Linked DNA regions of Rattus norvegicus: all the other regions are linked to region 1. The links are chromatin contacts, called in public Hi-C maps. All regions are on one chromosome and are shown on one strand. Each heading gives the region's core, a stretch centred on a gene start, on an enhancer-like site or on the middle of the called end of the contact. The rest is flanking DNA. Distances are from core to core; before and after follow the strand shown. Region 1 holds the start of Tial1 (Tia1 cytotoxic granule-associated RNA binding protein-like 1). Region 2 holds the start of Inpp5f (inositol polyphosphate-5-phosphatase F). Region 3 holds the start of 9130023H24Rik (RIKEN cDNA 9130023H24 gene like).

What was found. Hi-C and Micro-C count contacts between places; a contact is called where the count stands out from the background.
Region 2: a Hi-C map of Schwann cells shows a contact between it and region 1, with 1.8 times the contacts expected there. The contact joins the promoter of Inpp5f here to the promoter of Tial1 in region 1. A contact is called at or near these places in 1 of 12 Hi-C or Micro-C datasets (Schwann cells) and 1 of 1 datasets of contacts at active chromatin or transcription factors (oligodendrocytes).
Region 3: a contact with region 1 is called in a Hi-C map of liver, with 2.5 times the contacts expected there. The contact joins the promoter of 9130023H24Rik here to the promoter of Tial1 in region 1.

What each region holds. Positions count from the first base shown.
Region 1 is chr1:192,459,176-192,463,360 of GRCr8, reverse strand. It overlaps Tial1 (Tia1 cytotoxic granule-associated RNA binding protein-like 1), which reads left to right and starts at 1,531. Exons shown (of 12, transcript NM_001013193.1): 1 at 1,531-1,770. The coding sequence starts at 1,739.
Region 2 is chr1:192,618,297-192,622,440 of GRCr8, reverse strand. Inpp5f (inositol polyphosphate-5-phosphatase F) reads right to left here and starts at 1,550. Exons shown (of 20, transcript NM_001107554.1): 1 at 1,164-1,550. The coding sequence starts at 1,260.
Region 3 is chr1:192,247,354-192,251,777 of GRCr8, reverse strand. It overlaps 9130023H24Rik (RIKEN cDNA 9130023H24 gene like), which reads left to right and starts at 1,698. Exons shown (of 1, transcript XM_008759940.4): 1 at 1,698-4,424. The coding sequence starts at 1,698. The coding sequence ends at 2,711. It overlaps Armc5 (armadillo repeat containing 5), which reads right to left and starts at 1,198. Exons shown (of 6, transcript NM_001009455.1): 1 at 529-1,198. The coding sequence starts at 991.

The sequences.
Region 1 (4,185 bases), core at 282-2,781:
CACTGAGCTAAATCCCCAACCCCCTGATCCACTTCTTGAGAGCTGGATTTGCAGACATGTACCGTATGCCTGGCTGAATGTGCCTTTCTGATCTCTAGGACTGTTAAGATAATGCATGTTGGTTTAAATTTATAATTTGTTGCCATAGTAACAAATGTACATTGGGCTAGGCATGGGCCAATGAAGAGTTATGGTTATGACTAATGTAGTTTTATACCTATGTCTAACACTCCATCCCTTGGATCTCACTCTGTAGACCAGGCTGGCCTCAAACTCGGAGATCTGCCTGTCTCTGCCTCCTGTCATTAACAGTGAGCATTACCGCTCAGCTTCCAGTAGATTGTCATGATTTCTGTCTCCTCTCTTGCTTTAGCAACTCAATACTAGCAATCCATGTCCCTCACTACCTAACTCCAGGCTATGTTTTAGCACCAGATCTGGTCCTTGAGCCTCTTTGCTGTTTTCACTGATTATTAGTTTTTGATAAGATCTTATCTATTTCAAGGCTGGCCTTAAATCCATTATCCTCCTGCTCAGCAGTACTGTGCGCCACCACGCGAATATTTTAGTTTTAACTAGGGATTTGAAAGAGCGGTGGAGGCGCAAGTCATTTGCATGAGGGGCTGCTCTTTTGCCGCTTTACCCACTAATTCGATGAGATAATGGGTAGAGATCCTTGTGGAACTTGTAAAGCAAGTTACAAGCGGTATAGTCTAGAAAGGCCTATCTGGTCGGAACACGTGCTCAAAGACCAGGCTGGCTTCGGTGTAGCCCGATGTCCGCCACATCCCTCAGGGTTCAGAGTTGCTTCTCTCCTGCCCGTCGCGTGAGGCGTCGGTTGTTGAACACGGACCAGCAGTTCTGAGGGCAGAGGCGGACGAGGCCGACTAGCTGGAGAACCACGCGGAGCCAGCACACCGCCTGATCCGCAGTTGAAGAAACCGCTCTGGGGCTGGACGGAGGCGGAGCAGAAGCTCACACTGGACCAACAGAAAAGCCTTAAGATGCTAGGAGCGATCCTGGGGCGGGCCCCGGCGCGAGGCACTCTGGGATTTGTAGTTTACTTCCCGGACAGCTCCTCTCTCATTTCGACCACCCGCCTTTTATTCCTCGCTCTCTCCCGGCACGCCGACTACTTTGTCGCGGCACGTCCTCACGTACGACTACACTACCCAGAAACCTCTCCTTCGCGCTCCGGCAAGCTCTGGGTCTTCCTTGAACTACAGTTCCCAGAAGGCCACTGGAGAAGGGCTTCCCCCACTTTCCCGGGACCGCAATTCCCAGAGACTTGATTTCGCGGCTTTTCTCTGTTTTGGATCTGTCTTGGAGCTGGTTAGGGCTTCGCCGGCCAGCAGAACCACAGCGACTACGTGGTCCGTTGTGTCCAGTCGTAGGGTGTACTCTTTGGCCAGGCTTTCTGTCTCTTCAGCCACTTTTGCCGGACAGGCCGTCGCAGCTGGCCTGAGCAGTGACCTGGCGGGCTGCGCCTGCGCCCTGCCGCGTTTCCTGCCTGGCTGGTGGTGGCGGCCATTTTGTTCATCCTCCTCCTCCTCCTGCTCCTCCTGGTTGGAGCGCAGTGTCCGGAGCGGGCTGGGGGGAGCGAGCCCAAGAGCCGGGTTCAGTACCTTTTCCTCTGTCCCCAGCCGGCGCCCGGAGTCCCCCTCCCCTTCCTTCCCGCCCCCTCCCCTCCCCAGCCCTGCCCTCCCCCTTGTCCCGGGATCACTCCGTCGCACCCACCATGATGGAAGACGACGGACAGCCCCGGACTCTGTGAGTACCCGAGACCCGGAGTGCCAGGCACCGAGTGGCCCGGGCACTGCGGGATGCTAAGGGAGGGAGAGCCGGAGACCGGGACTAGAAGCGGAGAGCCGGGCCTCGCGGTGGCGCGGCTGTGAAGTGCATTCCTCATCTGTCCCCCTTCCCAGAGAAGGAAACCCTCCCTTCCCCCCCAAATACAGTCACTTCCTAGGGTCTAGGGCTTGTCTCGACCTTTTCCTCCCGACCCCTTTTTTGCACACTCTTGGCTGGGCTTGTGCACGGCTGAGGCTGTCAGGCACGGGAGAGCTCCTATTCTCCCTGTTTTTGGGGGGCTCCGGGCTGAGCCAGGAGCTATGGGTCCCCACGGGGGCAGGGCTTGGCGGGGGTGGGACTGCTGCTGCATCCTTTGGCGTGAACACTCAGCCTCAGTCCACGTCCTCAGCAGTCCACGTCCTCAGTCTCAGTCGGTCCGAGTCCTTCTCCCCAGCCTACCACTCTTTAACCAGAGGAACCCCTTGTCTCTTTCTGCCCCACGTGCCCCACGCTGTCAGAAACACCCGCCTAGCGCCTGCTGCTTTTGAAGTGCCAAAGTGATTGCCTTTTGCTGCCGTGCACCACCTCTGTCCCTTGGATAACGAAGTTTACTTTGAGCGCTCACTGCGCCAAACTGACAACCAGTTAAACTCCTTTCACTCAGTTAGTGATGCCGCTTCCTAAATCCGTTTGTGCGTCCGGACCATCAGAGTTCGATAAAAGGATGTCTGCTCCCGCTATTTGATGCGTGTCTTTTGAGTGCTATTTTTCGCGGTTTAGCTGTCGGGTTTCACCTGAAGCCCAATCTAATGAATGAATCGCATCTTCCAACCGCTTAATTGGCGTTTCCTTCTTTTCCCCAATGCAGAGTGATGACTCAGCGTCTGTATTCCTTTCCAAATAGTGTGGCAGTCTTTTTTTTCCCCCCTGCATCTGAGTAATTTCCAATTCATTGTTTAAAGTGAGCACCTTGGGTTTTCCCAGCCTCTTCAGGCCTACTACTCCTGCCTGGAGTAACTACACAGAGTCAGCTTGCTGCTTTGTCTCTCTTGCCTCCCTCTGCCTAGTATTGATTGATATGATGATCAGAGTCCACTTGGCTGGGTCGGCTGATGGGGAAAGTACTTTTTGGGGAATGCAAGACGGTAGATAGACGTTGAGAACCTCTAAGCTTCTCAGAGCTTCGTTCGTAGCAGGAATATGTTTATTAAAGAAGGTCCATATCTTTATTCAGCGTTGATACTTTTTTTTAAGCATTGTTTATACTTTACATTTTTATTTCTCTTAACATCTGGTTTGGGGAACTTGAAAACATCCTAAACGTACCATACCCCTGAATGAAAAAAATCTTTGCGTGTGTGTGTGTGTGTGTGTGTGTGTGTGTGTGTGTGTGTGTGTGTGATTTTTCCATTTCTGCCTTCCTCAGAAAAAAGATAATTGAGACAAAATTTGAAATTTGTTCTTCAGCGATTGTTTAAGCCAAGGCTTGGTATTTTGTATTTAGCCGTGAGTACTGTGATGGAAGCATCTGGGGAAGCTGGACTTAAGGCCTAGAAGTAGCTGTTCAAGGAGGGCGGCAGTTACATTGTATCTAAATACCTGAAATGTCACCATTGCGTCATAATAGCCGCTGGGTAATTGGTAAATTCTCATGGCTCATTAACGGCATCTATTTATTCCTTAGAAGAGGTCGACTGTTTCTGTCTGTTACATAGTATGCTTTTTCTGTTTCTTCTTTTCCTGTGATGGTCTTTACATCCACTGTCAGATTTCCTCTAGACCAGAGCTAAATTAATGTTTCATACATTTATCATCTCAGATCTCTTGTCTTTTTTTCTGAAACACATTTCAGTTGTCTGTGTTTGGTTACCTAAAACTGTGATGTAAACAGATGAGTGAATAAACATCTTAAGCTCTATTGTTCCTGTGTGTCAGTATGTGTTTATATATCTTCCTTTTCCCACTTTTCTCCATGGGAGGTTGAGGTGTTTTTGTTTTGTTTTTAAATATAAGAACTGTACAGCTTCCTAGGACTTAACCCTTCCTACACTTAGTTCATTCATTGGCATATAAGAGGTACTCAAATATTTTACAATTGTTCTTTGGTTAAATTAGTGTTGTCTTGTTTTTAAAAGTTCTAATTGATTTAAATTATAGGTATTGTCATACTTCCTGAAGTTTGTTTATGTGTGTGTATCTATATCTATATATGTATATGTATGTATGTATATATGTACAGATACACACACACATATATGTATATACATGTGTGTGTATGTAAAATCTTGACATCAAAGTAAATGTTTACCAGAGTATGGTTTTGTTTATGAAGGGTCTATATTTTGCATTGTGATCTATGGATTAGATTTCTCAAGTGGCTACTGTTTTTAAATA
Region 2 (4,144 bases), core at 301-2,800, 160 kb before region 1:
AAGGTCGCTGAGTCTTATTGTAGACACGGTAGTGCCTCCATTCTGAAAAGAGGAAATAAAATACAGCGGCAAGAAAATACAACCAGAGCCATATTTCTGGAGGAGAAAACAAGTTCTCCTTCATCGCTCTAGCAGTGTAACTTAGCAAGTCTCCCCGTAAGGACACAGTGGACTCTGCCGAAGAAAACTGTCCCCAAACCATTCTCCTACATGAGTGGTCCAACTCTACTCTCTGGGACCTTACACCTCTCTCCTCACCTGAAAAAGAAGATCCCAAGCCTACTCCTGCTAAGACACTAAAGGACTTGTCCTTGGAAACCATCCCATAAGAAGTAATAAGATGACCTGAAAAGTTCCCTTGAAGTTATTCTACTAGTCACTTAAGGAACACAGGATAACATCCAATGCGGTGGCTCTTCCAAGAGTTCCAGTCTCAGTTCACTTTTCCTAAAGTAAAAAGATCTTTGACTGATGAAGAAAAGGCACTGGTGAACTAAGTCGAAGCTACCCAGACTCCCCAGAGTGATAACTGGCCGCAGCAGTCTGAGAACCGGAGCTGCTGCTGCTGCTGCTGCTGCTGCTGCTGCTGCTGCTGCTGCTGCTGCTGCTGCTGCTGCTGCTGCTGCTGTTGAACCCAACTGCAAACAAAGTTTCCTAAAGCAAACTAGTGGCTGGAGACTTTGACCTCTCCTAACTGTGAGTGACATCCAACACAATTCCTTCTCGAAAATGGCAATTCAGACACTAGTTTTCGATCAACTGCTGTGAGGTAACCGTCCTGAAGTCACTCTTTAATAAGGGACTGGGAACAACCCAAGGATGTCAGCAAGAAGTGTCCCGCAGGCGGTTCCACTGAACTAATGGAATTGGAACCCAGAACTTACACACTGGACGGTGCGAAGACGCTGCAAGTGGGGGTCTGCGGGATCCCGCTCCCCAGGCACCGCATACTGGAGGTGCACTAAAAAGGGGGTGACCGGCCTTTCCCGCCTCACTTAGACAAGAGTGCGCGCCAAGGCGGCGGCCGCTCCCCTCAGGACCAGAGCTGACATCCCCAAGTCGTCCCACCCAGCCTCCGGATCCCAGCTCCGGAGAGGCCGGGCCGCGCCCCCCGCGCTCCAGCTGGCCAGTGCGCCCCACCCAGCCCGCGCAGCGCGCCTCACCCGGTCGGAGCTGCAGGCCGCCGTCGCGCCGGCTGCACCACAGGGCACGCTCGCCCTGCTGCAGGATGTAGTGGTCCTTGGCCTGAAAGAGCTCCATGCCGGCCCCACGCGCTCCGGGAGGCGGCGGTCCCCCGACCCAGGCACCGCAGCGGCCCGCCCAGGAGCGATGCAGGCGTCCTCCTCCACCGCGACCACAGAGCCCGTGCCTCGAGGAGACTCCGAGGAACCACCCCACGGAGGAACAGGGCGGGGAAGCACTAGGGGACCTGACCCGCCGGCCGAGAACACGGTCGGACAGCCCAGGCCCGGGAGGCCTTTCCCCCTCCCCCCACAACTCCTGTACCTAGGCTCCGCCCCTACTCTGAGTCTCCACCTCCTATAGTTCATCCTGGCTCCCCCTAGACTCCGCCTCCCCCCAGGTTCCTCCCAAGTTCCTCCCCGCGCCATGCAACTTTCCCTCCTATAGTTCCTCCCCTCTCCCTTAGGCTCCGCCCTTGTTCAGGCTCCGGCTCCGACTCCGCCTCTCTCGGTGGTTCTCCGAAAGCCCTCCTAGGCCCCGCCCTGGTCCCGCCTACGAGTTTCTGGCTCAGCCCTCTCCCAGTCGGTCTCAAGCCTCCGCCTCCCTTTCAACTCTCACCCAGCCTCTTACAGCTCCTCCCTCTCTGTTTATAGGTTCCACTCCTCTGCTTCTCCCACTCTCCGGCCTTTTTACCAGCTGCGACCTCAGGCAGACCCTGGGCCTGACTAAGTCTGGTTAGACTGGCTAGACGCCCTTTGTGCAGCCATTTCTGGATCTTTCCCTGGTGTGCAAGCCGGTCGTTCCTTCCTTCCATTAGCTTCTAGAAAGCCTGATCAAGTCCCCAAATCCATCTGACATTCCTTCCTTCCGGAGTACATTTCCCCCAGTCTAAGCAAAGACCAAATCAAGCTCAGAAGTGCAGCCAGGGCTGGCTCCAGGGTTCTATCCCAAGTTGGCCCTCTAATGAAAAGAGGCCACTCTGTTTTGGCATTTCCTACTAGAAGCTGGACACCAACAATCATTTAGTAAATGCACATCAGTGGAGATGCATACCAACAGAGTACACACTAGAGTTAGCAGGGCTAATGAGGAGAAAGTACAGGAAAGTCTGAGAAGCCAGCCTACAGGAAGTCAGTGCTAAGTAAAAGTGACGTCACTCAGAGACAGTACCATGGCCAGGTGGCAATCTGAACCAGAAAAGATTTGGGAGATAAACATATTTCCCAGTCTCTAGACCCCTCTTTGGGTCTATCTTGCTGTGTGATCTTGGAACAATTTTAGTCTGTAGTGGTTGAATTCATGACCTTTATTACACTCTTAGGCTCCCAATTCTGTATGTTAGTGACTCTTCTTCCTTTCCTGTCTTTCTTTAATGTCTGTAAAGCAATCTTTTTAAGAAGAGAAGAAGAGGCCTAAGTACTGGAGAGATGGCTAGGTGGGTCAAGAGTACTTTGCTACTTTTGCAGAGGACCTGGGTTCAGTTCCCAGCCCCTCCAAGGCAGCTCACAACCATCTGTGATTGGTCACCTCTTCTAACCTCTGTTCCTGTATGCATGTGGTGCACAGGTACATTTATATAAAGTAAACGGTTGTTGTCATCGTCGTTGTTGATCTTAAGAAGCCTAAAATACCACAAAGGATATAATAAGTTTAACCTTTTGCTCAAACAAAACTGAGAGGTCTCCAAAAAGAGGAAGGAGCTCTTATTACTAATCATTGCTAAGCCCATACTGATTTCATTGTTGAATTTCCACAGACCATCAAAAGTCTCATGACAACAAGGTGTCCTGGGATCTTTATCCATAAGCTCAGGGCCTGATGACTGCTCCAGACAGCCCACCTTAAGTGTTGTGATTTCTCTATCAAATCTGCACTGTGATTTAGACAATGTGATGTGATGATGGTTTGTATATGCGTGGCCCAGGAAGTCACACTCTTAGATGTGTGGCCCTGTTGGAGTGTCATGGTGGGCATGGGCTTTAATACCCTAGTCCTAGTTGCCTTCAGATGAAGATGTAGAACTCTAAGCTCCTCCTGCACTATGCCTGGCTGGTGGCTGCCATGCCCCTGCTTTGATGATAATGGACTGAACCTCTGAACCTGTAAGCCAGTCCCAGTTAAACATTGTCCTTATAAGAGTTGCCTTGGTCACGGTGTCTCTTCCCAGCAGCAAAACCCTAACTAAGACAGATAATGACAGTAAAAAGTTTCAACAGAAACTTAGAAAATTAAATCAACTGTAGACTTGTTATTGAATTCAGGCAGATGCTGACTTTCTTCAGCAAACATGGGTACTGAGAAAGTTCTTTGAAGACAGTATGCCTTGAAAATGATGTTATTGGGGTTAGGGATTTAGCTCAGTGGTAGAGCGCTTGCAAGGCCCTGGGTTCAGTCCCCAGCTCTGAAAAAAAGAAAAAGAAAAAAAAAAAAAGAAAATGATGTCATTACTTATTAAAGAATCACATTAAACATTCCTGTTTAAAATAGACTAAGCCGGGCATGATGGTGCGTGCCCGAAACCCCAACACATAGGACATAAAGGCAAAGAGGATCAGAAGTTCAGAGCTAGCCTGAGCTACATGAGACCATGTCTCGAAAATAAAAAATTTAGTTGATTAAAACTTTTCCAAATGTTTTAAACCAGTGGTTCCAACCCTGCCGCTATATACTAGAATCAGCTGGAATTTTTTTAAAATATATCAATGCACAGACCTCAGACCAACTGAAGAATTTAACTAGTGTAGGGTATGGGCACCGGTAATTTGTTTTCTAAACGTAACCAAATGAGTGTAATGTATACCTAATGTTGAGGAGCACTGTTTTGAATAAAATTAATTGGAAAAACTGCCTGACAGTCTGGTAAACACACCAGTTACTCTTTAATGCCATTGTGTGAGATTGGGAACCTATAAATCCAGACTTAACACTCAATAAGAGAGAGGAGATCCTGAGAAAATGACAC
Region 3 (4,424 bases), core at 449-2,948, 210 kb after region 1:
GAATTGGTTTACTGTGCGTGTTTAAGTACCTACCTATGCTTGGAGTCTGGGCATTCTACATTTGAATTTCATTTTATACTCAACTTCAATCTTGCCGGGAAGCTATTGTTATTATGCAAAGAATTCTAGCTTTGGAGGGGCTGAGTGATTTGCTCGGTATGTCTGCAGCACCATTTGCTAAGACCATTTTTTGAACTTTTAAAACTACACTTTCTGGCCTCCGGCTCATCCCTGTGAAGCTTTGCACAGAGATAGACACAGCAGTAAGCACTGTCCACGAGAAGCACCCAAAGTAGAAAGTATAAACCGCTGGCTCAAAAGTGAGGCAGTAGCCAGTACCTAGTTCTGGTCTGGGCAAGTCCAGGTATAATTTATAGAAAGGGCGGTGACGTCACATAGCATTACACCTGAGGAGGTGAGAGGCGCTGCACCATCACAAAGCATGTACTCAGAGGCCTGGCATAAAGTAAGGACAGCACAAGTCCTGTGGGTTGGAACCTTTCTAAGAAATGGGGGCGTAGCACTTACCCAAAGGGAGAATGCCTCCAATTCTACGCACTTCAGACCGGCACGCCCCTTCTGTACAGCAGTTGGCTAGAATGCTGAGCGCCAAATCCAGCGTCTTGCGCAGGCGCATTGGCGCCGAAAGAGTCAAAGGCGACTCAGCAGCGGGGGCGGGGCCAGGGGAAGAACCAGCTGACGCAACCGACGGAGGGGCGGAGCCAGAGGCTGCTTGGGACGGGGCGGGGCCCGCAGCAGCCGTTCGGCGTAGCAGGGCGACAAGGGGGCGGAGCCCGCCGCGTGCCCGGAAGCGCTCAATTCCCTCTGCTGCCTTGATGTGGCGCGTGCGAAGAGCTAAGAGCACGCGGCCCAGGGCTGTCTCGTTGGTAGCTGGGTCCTTTCCCCCACCTGGCCCCTCCCCGGCCGCTGCCGTGAGTTGCGCGAGGCAAAACGAGAGCGAGTCCGTAAGGGCCGGTCTCGCAGCCGCCATCTTGGCCCGGGCCTAAGGCTCCGCCCCGCGTCTCGCCGGTACTCTGAGAGAGCGGAACTGGAAGAGGGGGGCGTGGCCAGGCTGCTCCTCTGAATAGCGCCGCCGCAGTTATCTTGCGAGTCGGAAGTTGAAGTTCTAGATTCTGGAACTCGGGTACTTGCACAGTCGCAGAAGACATGGCGAGAATGGTATTTATCTGTGTGAAAGTAAGAGGCGCGTGCAATGCATGCTGGGATATGTAGTCGGCGCCAAGCTTAGTGCAGCTTGAGGTGGGTGTGAAACTCCTCCCAGGCCGAAGAGTGAGCTGTTGCTCCAAGAATCAGACGCCCCACTGTGGAGTCTTAGGGCTGTCCCTTGCTCCCCAACGTGGCTTAGCTACCTCGCTCCCGGTACGTCCTTGTCAGCGACGTTCAGACTTTCTTGGCAACCCTCAAGCGCGGCGATCAAGGGCCCTGAAAGCCAGACTGACCGACTCGCAGAACCCCAAGCCTTTCAAAAGTGCTAGGTTCCCGACAGGAAGGTCTCGCTAAGCGAATGAAAGTGTTAAACCTACCGGGAAAGTTCGCTGCCGCTTCCTAGAGTCTCTCGGGCTTGGGGACCTTTCCGTTTCCGGTGCTGGCCTCCAAGCCTCCAGTGCCCCATTCTCCCAACTGTGCTGATGAGTTAGACAGGTGGCATTTAGAAAACCGAGCGCCTTTCGGCCGCAATGGAATTTGCGGCGCCAGGAGTGACCAGGGAGAATTTAGATGGAGCAAAGCTGCTGGAGAACCGGACATCAAAATTCTCGGGAGCCCCCAGGTCGCCCCTGGATCGCGAGGCTGTGCTACATGAGCGCCCCCTCCTGGCGCGGCCGGAGCAACCAGCCCCCGAGGAAAAATTGCTGGACGGGCAGTACTTAAGTAGGTCAGGCTCTGGCCCCCAGGAAGAAGCCTTTGCCAAAACCAGTGATCCTGCAGTCCCCAAAGCTTTCAAGTGCAGGAATTGTGGGCTCGCTGTAGCCAGCCTCTCTGACCTCATTCACCATCAAAGCAGCCATGGGTGTGACCGACCTTACAGCTGTCCAGAGTGTGACAAAAGCTTCCGGCGTGGCTCAGATCTTGTTAAGCATTACAGAGTTCACACTGGTGAAAAACCATACCCCTGCCCAGAGTGTGGCCGTTGCTTCAGCCTCAGCTCTAATCTCACTAAACACCGGCGTTCTCACTCAGGCCTCCGTCCTCATAAGTGCATGGAGTGTGGAGAGGCCTTTGGTCGCAGTGCAGACCTAGCAAAACACCAGCGGGTGCACACTGGGGAAAAGCCTTATGCTTGTGCTGAGTGTGGTAAGACTTTCAGGGTTAGCTCCAACCTGATCCAGCACCAGCGTACTCACACTGGGGAGAAACCCTATCGCTGTGGACTCTGTGGCAAGAGTTTCAGCCTGAGCTCTAACCTTTTACAGCACCAGCGCTGTCACACAGGTGAGAAACCCTACTTCTGTGCTTGGTGTGGAGACAGCTTTGGGCGCAGCTCCTATCTGCTGGAACACCAACGCTCACACACAGGTGAGAAGCCCTACAATTGCTGTGAGTGTGGCAAGAACTTCACCAACAGCTCAAACTGCCTACGGCACCAGCGCACTCATAATGGAGAACCGCCCTTCAGGTGTCTTGAGTGTGGACGTGGCTTTAGTGAGATCACCATGTTTACTGAACACCAGCGCATCCACTTGAGCAAATGACCTTTCCAGAATGTAGCAAAAATCTTACACCACAGCTCCATCAATGTTCACACATGGGCAAGAAACCCTAGAAGTTTCCTGATTACAGCTAGTATTTTGTGGACACCACCAGCATATGCACACAGGCAAAGCCTTACATTTGCAGGAAGTTTGCCAAGAGCTTCAGTCAGATTTCCCACTTGCTCTTCTACCAGGTGACCCACATTAGCAAGAAGACCTCCATCTGCCTGTAATATGGCAAGGCCTTTGCCCATAACTCTTAACTTTGTCTAGCATCAATGGATATTCTAAGATGAGAGCTTCTTCAGTTATCCCTGGCTTTAATTTTAGTCCAGACTTTGTCTCTGGGTTTGGTTCAGTCCTGAGAAACCTAAAGGGACCGGGTTTTTTGTTTGTTTTTTAAAGCAGACCTTTTCTGCATCCCTAAGGTGACTTCATTAAGGTCCTATTATTAAATAATAGGGCTCACTAATGGGTCTGGGTTGAGGAGCCACAGGCTAGACAAACAGCACTAGAGCTGTGTCTTCCTTCAGAGAAACAAGGTTTACACACACACACACACACACACACACACAAGTCCTGTTGTCTGAGATTTCAGTCCGAATCTCCATTAGCTAGAGGAAAGCTTTTAGATGCCCAAAACCACATAGCTCTGCCCCAGCTGGATATAGGTTAACCATAACAAACCAACAACTACTGGAAGAAGAGAACTGATTACACACCCGGCAAAGTCTGTGTGAGGACTACAGAGGCAGACCAGAGGAGATGATAAAAGGATATGTTCTAGCGAAAGGACCAGAGAATTTGACCTTGGGATTGTTACATAAACTCTGGGTATAGGATCCCATTTAAGGAGCTCTTCACCACTTATTAACTGTCTTTACTGTTTACACTAGGGGGGTGGAGACTGAGGTAGAAACAAAGAAATAGACGTTGAGTTCAGATTACTTTATAGTATTTCTAGGCAGGGGCAAAGGCTCAAGATTTGTCATCTGGTCCTTTTCCAGTCTTCAATCCCTTCCCTTAAAAAATCCTCCTTCCCCACTTCACTTCCCTTTCCTTACTCCCATCAGTGGAAGAATAGTGAAGACGTCTGGATTTTGGAGATTCAGTGTAGCCTTTTTGTCTGATGTAGAAGAGGTTGCCCACACAAATGTATTTCTACTGCTAACATCATATATGGGAATCACTAGGTTTCTCAGAGCACTACATAGTCTTTGATCTGAGCAGAGCTCGAGCAATGAGGGACTGCTTGTTTTCCCTAGAGGTGCATTTGTGTGCACCAGATGTATACAAGTGTCTTCTCAACCTTTCCTCTGCCCTCCAATTGTGCTGCCATTTATAAAGCTTGCTGTAGAGCTGTCTGTATAGAGTAAAAGGGTAAAAGAGGAAGAGTATCAGGTCACCCAGCCTCAGGTTCTAAGTGACTAGGTTTGTCTCTAGTCGTGTGACTCACTACTTTTTCTGGCTTTCAGTCTCTTCATCTGAAATGTGCAGTCTACCTCACCAGGCTGTGAATATTCCATGGATATACCTACTTTCATGAAGTGCCTGGTTAGGGGAATGGCTTAGTAAGCTTCAGTTCTCAAACCTGGAGTCCTATTGATTGTATCATTTAGAAAGTATCATGGCAACTCATGGATCAGCTTCTAAGATTGCAGAAATGAACTAGACACTCCTGGAGTAGCCTATTTTCAATGGAACAATAATAAC